Regions from separate parts of the Mus musculus genome. Here region 1 is linked to region 2. The links are chromatin contacts, called in public Hi-C maps. All regions are on one chromosome and are shown on one strand. Each heading gives the region's core, a stretch centred on a gene start, on an enhancer-like site or on the middle of the called end of the contact. The rest is flanking DNA. Distances are from core to core; before and after follow the strand shown. Region 1 has its middle 29 kb from the start of Gm33647. Region 2 overlaps Rbms1 (RNA binding motif, single stranded interacting protein 1).

Region 1 (2,868 bases), core at 287-2,786, 76 kb after region 2:
TTCGAAAGAAGCGGTGCACAGTCGTCTCAATATCTGCATAGAAGATGAGGTAGAAAATGCACAACTGATGCATAGCCTTCTATATGTGTAAAGGTATGCCTGACAGATCACTACATTTTCAGTCATAGCTGGATCACTAGTCTGGTGACTCAGAATCGCATGGAAAAGGTAGCAATCCAACATGATCTCTTACTCAAAAGAACAACACTTACCATGAAGAAAAAAAAGTCACTTAATCCAATGAAGCTGAAAACACAATGTCACCAGATACAGAATTCAGATGCATATAAACTGGTCACTCTGATTTGCTAAGATTAGCACCCTTTAATAACAACAAAAGGAGAACCAAAAGGAGAGATTTCTACAAAGCAACCATTTTTTTAAATTAGGATTTTTTTCAGTAAAAGAGAAAATATTAATTTATGAGAGATTATTTTTAAAGTTTACAGAAAATATCACAATCAGCTTTCTTCTACATTATAAAAAAATTAATACTAGAAAGAGATGTTTGAAATTATTTATTTCCTTGAAAAAAAATAAACCAGTTGGAATTCATAAATATGCATGGCTGTATATGCAATACTGTACCCTAAACACATAAAGGTACAATTAAAGATAGTTTAGCAATTGTTTATTTAAAGGCTATTTGGATCAACAGAGTGATCTTTTTTGACTGACAGCCAGTACTCCAAAGTCCCTCCTTCACGCTCACAAGTACCTTCAAATCCTTGTCCTGAATATTTTTTTGTCTAACTCAAGATAGACTTTCACATCTTTTGATGAGATTTTGAGAAGTTGGGGGTGGGGGCTTTATAATATAGAAAAATCAAAGGATAAAACATGATTTATAATATAGACTCTAAATTGTGAGTTTCAGGACAGATAGAGGGAAGCAAACAGGCAACTTTAACATGTAAAGTTACATGTATGAGGTAATTTTTTAATAGTTTGAAGTGCTCTGCCAGGGCCAGCATATACATCACATATTCTCCCATTTGTGAGCAGTGGTCATTTGTGTTGCACACACAACAGGAACACTTTGTATTCAGCCACTCAAACCTCTCTAATATCATGCTTAACACACTTCCTGATGTCAGACAACAGAATAGAAACTGGAGGCAGAAACAGCTGGAGCCACTGGCTCTAGGGGCCTGGGGTGAGCTCAGATCATCCTGGTACTGAGTCGGCTTTTGGTCTTTCCATGTCAGACAACAGAGCCATGCTTCATGTTGGTGTCAATATAAACTATTTTTCAGAACTACAAAGCCAAACACCCCTGAGAAACTGAAAGGAAAGATACTTTAGGGAAAACGCAATAGGTACATTAAAAATATATATTTATATTTCTGGACAACAGAACTATAAATCAATCCCTTATGTATTTCCACCCTTCCCCCAAATGACTAAATAAATCATGCTCATTGTATGGTTTCCCCCTATTGTCGCCATCAACATCAAGGACTTTTCCCTTCTGGGCTAACTGTAATGGTAAGTTGGTCTAATCTAACTTCTTAAACATGGCGTGGACTGCAACTGGCCAGTGGTTGGTTTCACTTTCAGCTCTCATATCATTCCAGCTCTTTTCAGAGAAACCATGGCAGGAAGACCCAGGAAGCATTCTTTTGTATTATTTCCCAGCATTATTTTCCAAAAAAATCCATCTTGTAATTAATTTAAACACTCTCCTATGTTGAGCTCAGCTTAAAGAAAATTGCATAGGCTCAGTTGCACACAAAATAAAAGTACTACATTCTTTGACAGAGAAATAATTCACTTTTGGCGATCCCTTTATTGTTGCTATCTTTAGCTTCTATGGGGACTTATGTGAAAAAAAAATCCAGCGTGCACTTGGAATTCCACATCAAGGTTCTGCATTCCTGTTTATGTTAAGAGTTCCAAGAATGATCACGTGTGCACGCTGGCCCCCCTTGGGCAGGGCTAGCATGAAAGGCCGTTCAACCACGTTGTTTAATTGTATATAGTCCAGCACTAGGCAACTCTCCAAACCTTACTGTAAACATTGTGCAAGGTCTGTGAGTTCTGCTACACAATGGAGTTCGGGCTTTGTACAGTTAACTTCAAGTGGCAGTTCACTTCTCTTCAGGGTTTTAGACCCCGTTAGCCATCACCAGTACACACTGCTTTGCCACAAACCAGCTGGCATTTAGGAAATCAGAAACTTAGAAATTGATGCTCTGCTCCAAGGGTATCATTCCCCCCCATCCCCCACACCCCAAGTGCACCGACTTGGCACAGGATTTAGGGTTTAGTTTCAAAGCTAAAGGGGAAGGCAATCTATCACAGATTCTCCTGTTAAGGTTGGAAACAGAACAGAGCCGAATGAGGAATTCTGAACACTGGCCGCCCAAGATGGAATTAAGTGTACTGGCTATAATGTCAGAGCAACCTCAAGATTTTGTTAATTTGATGGAACTATTATTTTAAACTGTTCAAAGAAGAAAGAAAGAAAGAAAGAAAGAAAGAAAGAAAGAAAGAAAGAAAGAAAGAAAGAAAGAAAGAGAAGTCACGTTTCTATACACTGTTGAACTCCACACTGGCTTCTGAGCTTTTGATTAGGAGGGAGAGGAAGGCAGAGAACATAGGGTAAGAGGTAGCACATTCCTACCCTTGAGTTTAGAAGAATGTGCCTCATTTACTGTTCAAAGGACACTGTTTATACATTCCAGACTTCCATCTTATAATTGCGCCAGGATTTGTAAAAAGGAAATCTCAGCAGGGCAGAGAAATTATTCAAAGCAATAGCTGCACATAATTGGTATAAAATACCCGAACAGTCTGCTCTGAAAACTCTCTTTCTCAGCGACGCACATTTACACCCCCTCAACTCTCTTTCAATATTCAAAGAGT
Region 2 (2,710 bases), core at 75-2,574:
CGGAAGATAATTCTCCTTAAAAGGGACGGGGTTCTGGCACTCCCTCTCTTCGTCTCTTCTCTCTTCGTCTCTTTCTCTTCGTCTTTTCCTCTGCTCTCTTCCTCTGCTCTCTGCCTCTCTCCCTCTCTGCCCCTCTCTCTGCGTCTCTCTCTGCGTCTCTCTCTCTTTTCCTCTCTGCTTCTCTCTGCCGCACTCTTCCTCTCTTGCTCCTGAGTAAGCAATAAAGCTTTGCCGCAGAAGATTCTGGTTTGTTGCATCTTTCCTGGCCAGTTGCGAACGTGCGTAAGAGTGGACTCTGGAAGCAGACTGCTGGAGTTCAGATGTCACCATGACCACATTCTGTTTGCCCTTGGCAAACTAACTTTTCTCTTAGTCTTGATGTGTGTAACATGAAGCCTGGGTCACTGATTCCATTCCAACTCAAGGTCCATCAAGACATTGTGTAAGTACAGACAACAGAGCCTCAGGAAGATGTCAAGCTAGTAGGAAGTGCTCTGCCAGTATAGTCTGTGCCAAGCCCATCTTTCCCAGGCCTCTCTCTAAATATGCCACAGCCAGTTCTAATATTAAAAGTGACCTATACACAGTGCTGGTCCAGTCTCCCACCTCCTACTCTCAAGCTCCTTTGCACAAGCACATTAAAAACAGAGTGGAACAAATCACACTGAGTTCAAGTGGCAAAATATGAGAGGCGGGTGGGGGTGGGGTGGGATGGGGCGTGGCTCCCTAGGAAAGGCTATCCTCAAAACCACTAGACTGCCTGGACCTTCTCATTGGTTAGTCCAATGACCTGTAAGTCCTAAGTACACATGCATTGGCTAGAGCCTCTCTAAAATCCTGGAATTCCAGCACATACCTTCTAATACCTGAAGTGGAGACTAGCATGGGTGGAGGGGTATTAGACACGGGCATGGGCTCCATTAGGGTTGCTCTGTCTGTGCTCTTCTCAAGCTTGAAGGCCAATAGTACAAAAGGCCAGAAATTTACATCTTCCACTACCACTAAGGATATTTTCCCTCTACCCAGTGTACTGTGTGATCGACCTTTGCTGGCAAGAAGGTAAGAACTTAAAATGGCGCGACCAGTCCTAAAACTCCATTAAAATGAAAAAGGAGAGGAAAAAAAAAAGAGGGGTGAGTAAGATCTGGGTAAGCCTCTACAGTTTAGTAAAAGCTTTGAATCACTAATTTTCCCCCTAAAATACTCAGTAATGCATTTACTGTAAAGTTAAGTGAACAGATGCTGAGTGTCTGGGGATGGTGGGAGGAGCTGCACACCATGGCCTCCTGGCCTCTTGCCTAGACTGCCAACCTGCCTGTTGACAGTGGAGTGAAGCTGCACTGGATCTGCTGCCAAAGAAGCAGCCCTGCCTAGGGTGACAGCAGAGAGGATGAGGAGAAAGGGCAGCAGAGGAGGAAAATGCCAATTCATTGCCATCCCTGTACACGGTCTCTGCGATGCTTTGGAATCTCTGCTTCTTGCTCTATCTTTCCCACAAGACTCCTGGATCCCAACACACACACACACACACACACACACACACTAGGGAATTACGTAAAAATGTACAGGGCAAAATAAGGTGTCGAGAAAGAAAACAAGGAAACAGAAGTCATTCCCCATCCTGGGTCTCTGAGTTTCAGCTGGGTCCTGGAATCACAGTGGCCCTGAAGCTTCTGCCGGCTCAGCACCAATGCAGACTCTCCCGAAGCCCTTTCCTGCAGACACTCACTCGCAGGTCTCTAGGAGATGAGTTTAGCTCTGCCAGGGCTCAGGCTAATGAGGGTTCCAAGGAACTTTCTTACATCAGCTTTAAGTGAAGAGTCCCTGTTTTTCTTTAGAGTCAATTCTGACTCACTTGCTCAGGAACCTGTCATTCTCCACCACACATATATGTTTCCTGTCTCTGTTACCTCTAGGCTTATAGATTACTAGTGTGTGACAGTGCATTTTTCTACCACTGAGAAGACACAGTAAACCCTATGAGGAGCTCCTCAGATTTCTACAAGTTTCTAAATCACCCACAGAGCCCTGGATGTCCCCATCATGTTGGGAATACATAACACAGAGACAATTGTTTTCATGTTTGAGATTTTGATTATGACCAGCCACACTTAAGAAATAGTAAAAGAGGAGAGAGCAGAGCTGAGTGCAGACTGCCCCTGAAATTCAGAGGTCCTGGTGTTATGCCTGGTCCTGTCCACGGTCCCTAAGATGCATTTGCATACTTGGGGTACTTTGGGCTCTGTGTCTATGTCCTTTACAAAGCAGCTACCACTGTCCCTAATTCCCCACAGACTCTGCCTCCTGACTCTCTTCAGATGACACTTGAGAGACAACAGGAAAAGGCTTCTCCTGTCCTAAAACTTCACCCTCCCTGGACACACCCTCCAGATCCTGAGCCAAGCTGAGCTGAGCATTTTCTATTTCCTTGCTCTGACATCGTTCAGACCTGAGAGTTTCCACAGCTTCCCCCGAACTGGCATGCCACGAGTTCAATGTCCAATTCTCTAGGTTACAACTCTACGTGCTTCCCTAGGTCAAAACAAACAAAACCGGCTCCCTTGAAAAATCCAGTGACCTCATTTTGGGCAGAAAGTGCAGAGCACCTAAGGTGTATTTCCTGACACTTAGTGCTGCCAAACAGGGACAGACAGAAGCTTGCTGAGACAGTGACTACTAAGTATGCCTAACTTCACATGTTGGGTGCGGT

The links. A called contact is a pair of places that touch in the nucleus more often than the background predicts.
Region 1: a Hi-C map of liver shows a contact between it and region 2, with 1.7 times the contacts expected there. The contact joins two enhancer-like sites. A contact is called at or near these places in 3 of 484 Hi-C or Micro-C datasets (liver and nephron progenitors) and 4 of 115 datasets of contacts at active chromatin or transcription factors (bone marrow-derived macrophages, craniofacial prominence, embryonic stem cells and 1 more).

What each region holds. Positions count from the first base shown.
Region 1 is chr2:60,938,610-60,941,477 of GRCm38.p6, forward strand. It overlaps a transcript of Rbms1 not described here. Among named protein-coding and RNA genes, the nearest start is that of Gm33647, 29 kb to the right of the region's middle. Within about 2 kb of position 1,537, at least 99 of the 459 cell types and tissues checked have an H3K27ac peak or open chromatin away from gene starts, as enhancers often do. A contact at or near this core is called in liver, where this site is marked.
Region 2 is chr2:60,862,732-60,865,441 of GRCm38.p6, forward strand. All of the region lies in intron 1 of Rbms1 (RNA binding motif, single stranded interacting protein 1), which reads right to left. Among named protein-coding and RNA genes, the nearest start is that of Rbms1, 17 kb to the right of the region's middle. Within about 2 kb of position 1,325, at least 89 of the 459 cell types and tissues checked have an H3K27ac peak or open chromatin away from gene starts, as enhancers often do. A contact at or near this core is called in liver, where this site is marked.